Regions from separate parts of the Ovis aries genome. Here region 2 is linked to region 1. The links are chromatin contacts, called in public Hi-C maps. All regions are on one chromosome and are shown on one strand. Each heading gives the region's core, a stretch centred on a gene start, on an enhancer-like site or on the middle of the called end of the contact. The rest is flanking DNA. Distances are from core to core; before and after follow the strand shown. Region 1 holds the start of LOC101102976 (3-beta-hydroxysteroid-Delta(8),Delta(7)-isomerase-like). Region 2 holds the start of PTPN12 (protein tyrosine phosphatase non-receptor type 12).

Region 1 (4,950 bases), core at 907-3,406:
TACAGGCAGACCATCGAAGTAACACTGTTGTTACATACTCAGGTGCAGCATTTTTTTTTAAAACTACGAAAAAATACAGAGAATTTTTCATGATCTAAGGTACCATTAGATTAGTAATGCTGGGGATGACCCAGAGAGATGTTATGGGGAGGGAGGTGGGAGGGGGGTTCATGTTTGGGAACACATGTACACCCGTGGTGGATTCATGTCAATGTATGGCAAAACCAATACAGTATTGTAAAGTAAAATAAAGTAAAAACAAAAATTAAAAAAAAAAAAGATTAGCAATGCTAAAAGTGCTTGACATTTCATTTTTTTCGTAAAACATACTTTGACAACACCGTGTATCAATGTACATTTATAATAAAGATCATTACGTGCTTTCAGCTTTTGATCACATAAAAATCTAATTTTCAACCAGTCTCCACGTGTACCACTCTCAAAACATTGCGCACGAAATGGCTAAACAGGACTATCTATTTTACAAAAATACTTTCTGAAAATTATATATGCTTAGCCTACATTTTAAAAGAAGACCGTGTAGTCCTGTCTGCAAAGAGTGCTTAAGAATGTGCCTTTCGCACAAGAGTGTAAACCAATTATCCTCCATTTAAAAATAAATTTTAAAAAATAAAGAGTAAAGAATCTGCCATTCTCTGATGCTAAAACATTCTGCAGCCAAGTATTTGGTCTGGGCAAAAAAAAAGTCAATGTTCCTGATTTTATCATTAGCTGCAAGAAAGAAAAAAAAAAAGAATATGGCTGAAAATTCTTTTTGAAGGGTGGTATTTCAAACAGGACCACTCAAAACACTTAAGGGAGAGAAGTGTGGAGGGAGGGTACCTTATGAAACAGCACACTCCAGGCCCTGCACACTACCTCATTTCCCTAATAGGGATGAAAAGCTCAGGCCTCTGGTAGCTTCCAGCTGACGCCAATACTCTCCACACCCCTTTTCTTGATAGGATTTTCTGGCGTTGGGAGCCAGTGTCACAAATATAAATTCGTGATCATGTCTAAACGGTCTAATAGTCAAGCACATCTTTTACAAGACCAAACCTTTCCCGATCCTGTTTCCTCAAATCTCCCTCCATAGCCAAACACACCGAGGCGGGTCCTCTAGATCGAGTTCTACAAACCCTGCCGCGCATTAACTAGGAGGCAAAAACGATACAGAAAATGAGTTTCGGCCATTCCCCACTCTGCGACCGAAATTACAGGCTCCATTTCCTGTCCCCACGGGGACCGCAAAACAGCCTGCAGTGAACGGGAAGCCTCCCGCCCGCTCCCGGCTGGCGCACGCGGCCCCCGCACGCCCCCAGCCCGCGCCCCGCGGGCGCGAGCTCGTGCCTGGGACCCCGGGCGCCCTCCCCTCCCCGCTGCCGGCTTTGGCACCCACCTCGCGGCAGCGGCTTCATCTCCCCGTTCTCCTCGCGGGAGGTCCCGCCAGCGTCGCCCGCCCCGCCGAGACCGTGCCTCCGTCTTTCCTTCTCTCGCTTCTCCTTGGGTCTGCGCGGCTTGGCGCCGGCCGAGGCGGCGGCGGCGGGCAGCAGGAGATGGTGAGGCTGAGCGTGTAGCAGCGTAGGAGGCACCAGCAGTTTGCGCGGCACCGGCTGAGAGGAGGAAGCAGAGACAGAGGAGGGGACGGCCGTGCCCGCAGAGAAGGAGAAATTGCTCCGAGCAGACGACGGGGAGGGGGCAGCGGACAGAGCGGCAAAGCTCCAAGACCCAGGGCTGCCATAGCTCTGAGGCGAAGGTGCGGCGGGAGACTGCAGCTGCCTGCTGTTACCGCTGCTGGCTCCTTCTCCGTTCAGTCTACGCGGCGCCTTCTTCTCCTCAGTCCGGATCTTCTTGGCGGACAGAGGACCCGGTGGGTCCCGGGATGGGGCTTGCACTTTGCCGAACGATTCTTTCTCCGAGACGGCGGCGGGGGCGCCTTGCATTAAGCTCGGCGGTTCCGCCATTTTGCGCTCCTGTTGTATTTACTCTCCTCGGCTCCCGGGCGCGGGGCAGGGGCGGGCTCTCCTTGGGGGGCGGGGAAGGGGCGGATCGGTCTGGCCCTCCATTGGGTGAGCCACGCTGAGGGATATCTCCAAGAACCAATCAAAAGCGCGAATCTCTACCCGAAGTTGTGTGGGGAATCGCCTAGCATACCCGTTTTGGAGGTCACAGGTCCTCCAGGCGTAGTTAGTGGCGGAGCAAGCTGTGAGGGGAGGGTCTTCGAGTTGTCGCCCGCGTGAATTCGGGGGCCCAGTGAATGTCTGAGAGGAACCTTCACTCCAGACTCCGAGTCAGTTCGAACGCAGGTCTCTCTCGTCTCTGCCTCGACGACTTTTTCTTGTACCACTTTCCCCTCCTTTTCCCCTGGGGTCCTTTTGGTCCCGCCCCTCTCTCTTCCCCCTCAAAAAGCCGAATTTCGCAGATTCTCAGCTGTGAAGAGAAAATTTTGCCGGAAATTAAAACCTTCCTTCTATTAGGCAGTAGTCGGTTGATGGGAGGGGCTAAAGGTCGCTTGGTGTCCTGACAAGATGCGTTACTGTCTTGCTCAGATCATCTTTAATGCTTGAGGGAAAATAACTAACTGCAAACCTAGAACTTTCGGATTACTATCCAGCTTGAAGGTAAGATTCCTAGAGAAATTTCTTTTTTAACTATTATAATTCAGATACCCTTAAGAAAAATTCAATAGCGATGTTTATAGATGTTTGAAAAGAAAGAGGGTTTTGTGTGTATTTTAGCGTTTAGTTAGCAGTCTGAGTGTTTGATGTTTTGTAAGTGTGTGCTTTGATTTGTACCTTAGAAGATACAGAATTTGAGGAGATGGGTTGCAGTAATTGCAACCAAAGTGAAGAGTATGATTATAATTTTATTCCAAGATCTTACATGAGACCAAAAAGTCAAAGAAATATATATAGTCAAATGAGTAGATGACCAATCAGAGAATGTTTTGAATCCCAAAAGGTGCCCTAAGTTGCCTGTAACTTTGTAGAAAACAATTGAAAGTAACTTTCCAGAATTCCCACTTCTTGGGAGTTCATGAAGTTGGAATTCTTAATTTTGTGTTCACTTTTGAGGGATAAAGGGGGTTGGTTTTAAGAATATTTTGGAGTCAAAACTTAATATTGCTTTATAGACTTTTTTGATGTACCTCGAACTTTTAAAGTAATGAAAAGTATTTACTGTAATTTTAAAAAATGCAAAACAATAAAAATAAGTGTAAACTTTTGGACTTGACTGGCAGTAGATATCTACCTGAAAAGTAACAATGGTGCAAGAGTGGACAAAGAGAATGGGGCTGGAAATTATGTGGTATTGACTACCTTTGTGATTTCTGTCAGGGTGCTCGTTTTCTGTCAGAACTTCTGGTTTATTTATTGTTAGAAAATTTTATTACATGACCACCAAGATCCCTTCTGCACTCTAAACTTCTGCAATATTTAAGAAGCTTTTCAAAATCACACTGAAATCACTAAGAAATTTACATCATTTATACCCATGCAAAAGTCTGCAAAATCTTATCTCTTAAAGGGTCCAGCTAAACTGAACTATCATCTGAATATGTTACTACTTGCACTATACTCTTTTATACTCTTACACTCTCTTATCGGCTTGACCCTAATTTGTAGAGTGTGAGCAAGAGTATGGTTCAGTTCAGTTCAGTCGCTCAGTCGTGTCCGACTCTTTGCGACCCCATGTAGAGCAGCACGCCAGGCCTCCCTGTCCATCACCAACTCCCGGAGGTCCCTCAGACTCGCAGCCATCAAGTCAGTGATGCCATCCAGCCATCTCATCCTCTGTCGTCCCCTTCTTCTCCTGCCCCCAATCCCTCACAGCATCAAAGTCTTTTCCAATGAGTCAACTCTTCGCATGAGGTGGCCAAAGTACTGGAGTTTCAGCTTCAGCATCATTCCCTCCAAAGAAATCCCAGGGCTGATTTCCTTCAGAATGGACTGGTTGGATCTCCTTGCAGTCCAAGGGACTCTCAAGAATCTTCTCCAACACCACAGTTCAGAAGCATCAATTCTTCGGCGCTCAGCCTTTTCCACAGTCCAACTCTCACATCCATACATGGCCAAAGGAAGAACCATAGCCTTGACTAGACGGACCTTAGTCGGCAAAGTAATGTCTCTGCTTTTGAATATGCTATCTAGGTTGCTCATAACTTTTCTTCCAAGGAGTAAGCGTCTTTTAATTTCATGGCTGCAATCACCATCTACAGTGATTTTGGAGCCCCCAAAAATAAAATCTGACACTATTCCCACTGTTTCCCCATCTATTTCCCATGAAGTGATGGGACTGGATGCCATGATCTTAGTTTTCTGAATGTTGAGCTTTAAGCCAACTTTTTCACTCTCCTCTTTCACTTTCATCAAGAGGCTTTTTAGTTCCTCTTCACTTTCTGCCATAAAGGTGGTGTCATCTGCATATCTGAGGTGATTGATATTTCTCCCAGCAATCTTGATTCCAGCTTGTGTTTCTTCCAGTCCAGGGTTTCTCGTGATGTACTCTGCATAGAAGTTAAATAAGCAGGGTGACAATATACGGCCTTGATGTACTCCTTTTCCTATTTGGAACCAGTCTGTTGTTCCATGTCAAGTTCTAACAATTGCTTCCTGGCCTGCATGTAGGTTTCTCAAGAGGCAGGTCAGGTGGTCTGGTATTCCTATCTCTTTCAGAATTTTCCACAGTTTATTGTGATCCACACAGTCAAAGGCTTTGGCATAGTCAATAAAGCAGAAATAGATGTTTTTCTGGAACTCTCTTGCTTTTTCCATGATCCAGCGACTGTTGGCAATTTGATGTCTGGTTCCTCTGCCTTTTCGAAAACCACCTTGAACATCAGGAAGTTCACGGTTCACATATTGCTGAAGCCTGGCTTGGAGAATTTTGAGCATTACTTTGCTAGCGTGTGAGATAAGTGCAGTTGTGCGTAGTTTGAGCATTCTTTGG
Region 2 (4,950 bases), core at 691-3,190, 140 kb after region 1:
ACAATTAAACTGTACTTTGAAACAAAAACTAGCCAATGTTTGCGACTCATTTTTATACACATTAACTGTGTATCTTTTTCACAATCCAGAATTTCAGAGTTAGGTGACTACTCTTGGAGGTGAATCTTGCCCAGAAGCAAAATTTTCCCTAGCTTATTTCCCATTTCCAAACCCCGCCAAGACTAAGGAGCAACCACTTCCCAAAGTCCCACTTCCTTTTCCATTCCCCAGACCTCCAGGGTTTCCAACGCCCCAGTCTTGCGCAATATCCGTAGGAGCAGCGCCGCAACCACCGCCTCCTAAGGCGAGAAACAACCCTAAAGGGAACATTGTCCAGCAGAAAAATAAAGGAGGGGGGGTGGCAATGGAGGAAGTCGACTTCTGGTCCCACGCCTTCGGATCTGACCCCCTCGTAGTGATGGCTCGAGAGCAATTCCACGACCAAGACTTTTAACCTCCTATCCAGCCCGCCAGTACAAGCAAAGGGCGGAAGGGGGAGGGGGGATGTCGGAAGGGGGGTGGGGAGACTACGAAGGTTATCTCCCAGTTCAGGGCTTCAGCCCGTACAGTCGCCTCCGCCCCACCAGGACTATTGTTCCCAAGTTCCCCACCCCCACCCCGGATAGGAAGTGATAGTCACATCCCCTCCGCCTTCGGCAGTATCCCCTAGGGAGTCTGAAGTAGGCTTCCTTCGGGATAACCACGCACCCTCCACCCCCACGCCCTGCCTCTACACACACTTATCCCTCAACCTCAAATCACGTTGACCCCTACACCATCTAAAACCTGGGTCTCAAGAGACAAGAGACAGGACGGCAGTAAATGGAAATCGAACATTCCACGAGATTTCCTATGGACTATCCTTTCTCTTGCATTGGAGATAATACTGCGAACCCAGAAAGAGCAAAAAGTCCTACCCTGACCTCTTTTGAGACCAGCTTGAGCAAAGGGACCCCACGAGTTAAATGCAACCTTAATAGCTCCGTTCCTCAGTCGGCGCTATCCGCTCTCCTTCCTGCCTCGACCCTCCCAGGAGGAGCAGACTGGATGGGGAGATGAGAAGAGCCTACCGGCCTGCACCTCATTCGCCTCCCGCTCCCAGCCCGAGAAACAATAGGTGGTCGCGGGCGGCGGCGCTAAGTGCGGGCTTGGCCAGCGGCCTCTCTTCGCGTTCCGGACGCGGGCGGAAGGGGCCGCGATCGCAGGACGAAAGGAAAGGAGGACGAGGGGCGATCTCACCTCCCAGCCTCCGAGTCAACCCCGGCCCTTGGGGTTGGCGCGCGCCCCCTCCGCCCCTCTCCTTACAGCCGCACACAAAGCGCCGGCGGTCGGGCCGGGCGGGCGAAGAGGCAGTGGGCTTGGATGCCGGTGAGAGGAGGCAACAGCGAGGGGAGGGACTCACCATGAAGTCCCGGGCGAAGTTGTCCTCCCCATTATGGTCCGGACTCTTCATGGCCTGGACCCTCTGGATGAATTTCCTCAGGATCTCCACTTGCTCCATCCTCCCCCGTCCCCCCGGTTGCGGTCGCTGGCCCCCCCGCCGCCCGCCCGCCCGGCGCAGAGCCCGCTCAGTCTTCCCCAGCTCGCGCCCCCTACCCGTCCCGTCTTTCCCGACCCCTGACGCTCCCTGCTCCTCCCCACCGCCCAAGGCAGCGGCGGCACCGGCGGCACCAGCCCGGCTCCCGATCCTACAACTTCCAGGAGCAGCCACTCTCCCACAGTAGTAGACGAGCCGCAGCGGCTAGCGCCAACCCCAACCCCCAGCTTGCTCCATCCTCCTTCCCCGCCCTGCTCCTGCTCCGTCGGAGACGCAGCCACCGCCTTAGGAACACGGCTCTCCGATCGCCCTGCCCCCCCCACCCCTTCCCGGTTCCTCCTTCCCTCCCTCCAGACTAGCAACCGCAGCCGCCACTCTCCACGGGCGCGCCCCCGCTGCCACCCAGACGCGCGGCCCCGCGCAGCGGCTAGATCCCCGGGGCTACGCCGAGCTGAGCCACGCCCGCTTGCCACGCCCCCAAGCCCGCCCCGCCTGTCCTAGTCCGTCTAGGAGTGGCTGGAAGGAGCTTCAGCCGTCAGCTGGGGGACTTGACCTCATTTCCGGGGCGTGGTTCCGCCCCAGCAGTTTGCCGGTCTGAAGAGAGCTGGTTGGAGGGAATTTGACTCCGCCGGACAGACGCTAGTCAGTTGGAGTAGGACTTGAATTGGAAACTGCGGTCTCACCGCCTTTTTGTGGGAAAAGTACATTTCTAGACTGCTTTCGCGCCGCCGCCGGCTTTGAGCTGGGACTGCAAGTCCCGGCCCGGCAAGAGTCCAGGAGTAGGGGCGGGAGAGGGCGGCGGTGGGAAGAGAGGCATGCTGGGAACTGTAGTGTCTTCACGTTCGCAGCAGGTACGTCTTCATCTTAATGTTGACGGCAATTAGATCTTGGCACTTTGGGCAATGGCCACGGCCAAGAGAAACGAAACGCTTCTTCAGTGAGAGGACTTTTTTGCTTTTTTGCAAATCAGTCTAAAACCTGGTGAAAGAGCGCCTGAGATTCACAGTGGTCCTAATACATAACACACGTTTGCTGAATTGGAGAGAATTTGTCTTCTTGCCTTTAGATTCGGAGCAACTCAGAACTGAATAATAGATTTTTCACCCTAGACTGCATCTTTGTAAGTCTTCTAGTAATCAAAGAAATCTGTCCTAGTCTTATTCACCATTTTACAATGAAAGTGTTTGCTCATGGTCCCCCAGTATATTCTTAGCAGAGCCCAAACTGGAACTCAGATCCTTTTTCTCTCACCAGCACCATGTTACCTCTCACTAAGGAGCGTAAACGTGATAATGTGACTGAAGTGAAAGACCTGATCCATGAACTTCTCTAGGTCACTTCCTTTTGTTCACTATACCACAAACAATGCTTTTTCCGGATAAGATTGGTTAGGCAATTTGGTTAAAATAAATATCAGTAGCAGGCCCCGTTTCCCAGATGAATGTTTAGAAGCACCGTGGAATTTAATAATAAACTTGAAGAAAACAGGTGTGAGTAGCAAGATCCAATTTCCTATTTGTTTTAAAGAAAAATATTTCTTTTTAAAATAATACAACTGATACATACAAATCTACTCTTCTCAGAAAGAACCACTTCCAGATGTGTCCTTCCAATTGTCTTCCTGTGCATTTGTATACAGGTATGTGGATATAAAAAGATACAGTTTTGTCCTGTATTTAAAAAAAGAGTCCCCTTAGAGGAATAGTTTAATTTCTGAGGTGAGCTTTTAAAATAAGGATCTGGAGTATTTTACTTTAATCAGATTATTGAGACTCACTGGATATGAGAAAAGATTAAGATCTGGATTCGCTCACCCACCAGTATAGCTCACTGTAGAGTACCCGTTTCCCCTAGAACTAGGCAAGGAATTAGAGTGTGAGCCGTAAATGGGCAGATGATCAGGACTGCCTCTACTTTTGATATGTCAGAAGAATGTGCAAATCAGATTGATAAAGACTATATGCTGGACAAACTGTATCAGTCTAGTGACAGTGGGGTGGGAAGTGTTGACTTGTTTTGAGTTATCCAGCCCTATTTTGGCTGATGGTTTTGCTGGGGCTTTTTTGTTTTTGTTTTTAACTTTTCTTATTACAAGCTTCTCTCTCTTTCTTGCAACACTAGTGTCTCCAAATCTCAGCAGCTACCTTTGGCATCTCATGTAGGTTAGGGAAAGCTAAAGTACCCTTATGGATTTCAGGTCTTTCTGGCTGTGTATGAGTAAGTTGTGAGGTAATAAGGGGAGAGACTGGAATGAACACTATTAGGAGGCAATAAATGACACAACAAAAGCTGAAACTAAGATCATAGCATTGCAATTACAGAGACACAGAAGGAGATGAGAATGAAAGAACTCACAGAACTCAGTGACTGACTTAGTGGGCAAAAAAGAAGGTGAAATTTTAAAATAACTAAAATTACCAGATTAGAAGAGATCAGAAAGTTTGACAGAACACGAGGCTGTGCATGCTTTGGACAAATGGAGACTTTTGCACAGATGGTGTGAGAAACTGGCACACCATCTTTGGAAGCAGTTTGCCCTTGTGTGTGTGTGTGTGTGTGTGTGTGTGTGTGTGTGTGTGTGTGTTAGTTGCTCAGTGGTGTCTCTTTGCAACTCCATACCCCATTAACTGTAGCCTGTGAGGCCCCTCTGTCCATGGAATTCTCCAGGCAAGAATACTGGAATAGGTTGCCATTCCCTTCTTCAGGGGATCTTCCCAACCCAGGGGTCAAACCCAGGTCTTTCACGTTGCAGGCAGATTCTTGAGCAACCAGGGAAGCCCAATTTGGCCATGTGTGTGAGTGCGTTAATCACTCACTCATGTCCTATTCTTTGTAACCCCTTGGACTGTAGCCCACCAGGCTCCTCTGTCCATAGGATTCTCCAAGCAAGAGTACTGGAGTGGGTTGCCATTTACTTCTCCAGGGGATCTTTACAACTCAAGGATCGAACCTATAAATGTATCAAAATGAAAATATCATGTATACTTTGACTAAAAAATTTATTGATAATATTTAGAGCTGTGTACAAGCATGTGTACTTTATACAGGCTTATTTGTAATGGCAAGAGTGAAAACAGTATACCTACCTATCAAAAGGTCACTGGTTAAAAAAAAAAATCACATATTTAAGTTCTGTGAAGCCATTAAAAAATGAAAAAAATAGTCTATATGTTATGTGTTGAGGTCAAATAGGTTTCAGAATCTGCTTATTAAGTGAGGAAAGCTTGGCACACACTTGTTCATGTTATTCCATTTATGTAAAATGGAATGTGGATAAAATATGAATAAAATGCTTGAACATGCATAGAATTTTTCTGAAGTATACTTCAAAAACTGCTAGCTGTGATAGCCTCTAGGAGGACCCTGAGAATCTTTGGTAGAAAGGATACAACTTCCAGTGAGCATACTCTGTT

What was found. A called contact is a pair of places that touch in the nucleus more often than the background predicts.
Region 2: a Hi-C map of liver shows a contact between it and region 1, with 5 times the contacts expected there. The contact joins the promoter of PTPN12 here to the promoter of LOC101102976 in region 1. A contact is called at or near these places in 2 of 16 Hi-C or Micro-C datasets (blood and liver).

Annotation. Positions count from the first base shown.
Region 1 is chr4:45,053,504-45,058,453 of ARS-UI_Ramb_v3.0, forward strand. It overlaps LOC101102976 (3-beta-hydroxysteroid-Delta(8),Delta(7)-isomerase-like), which reads left to right and starts at 2,157. Exons shown (of 3, transcript XR_009600353.1): 1 at 2,157-2,621. RSBN1L (round spermatid basic protein 1 like) reads right to left here and starts at 1,975. Exons shown (of 8, transcript XM_027968566.3): 1 at 1,400-1,975. The coding sequence starts at 1,964.
Region 2 is chr4:45,191,924-45,196,873 of ARS-UI_Ramb_v3.0, forward strand. PTPN12 (protein tyrosine phosphatase non-receptor type 12) reads right to left here and starts at 1,941. Exons shown (of 18, transcript XM_004007817.6): 1 at 1,403-1,941. The coding sequence starts at 1,501. LOC105610279 (a long non-coding RNA gene) reads left to right here and starts at 2,118. Exons shown (of 3, transcript XR_009600355.1): 1 at 2,118-2,388; 2 at 3,121-3,176.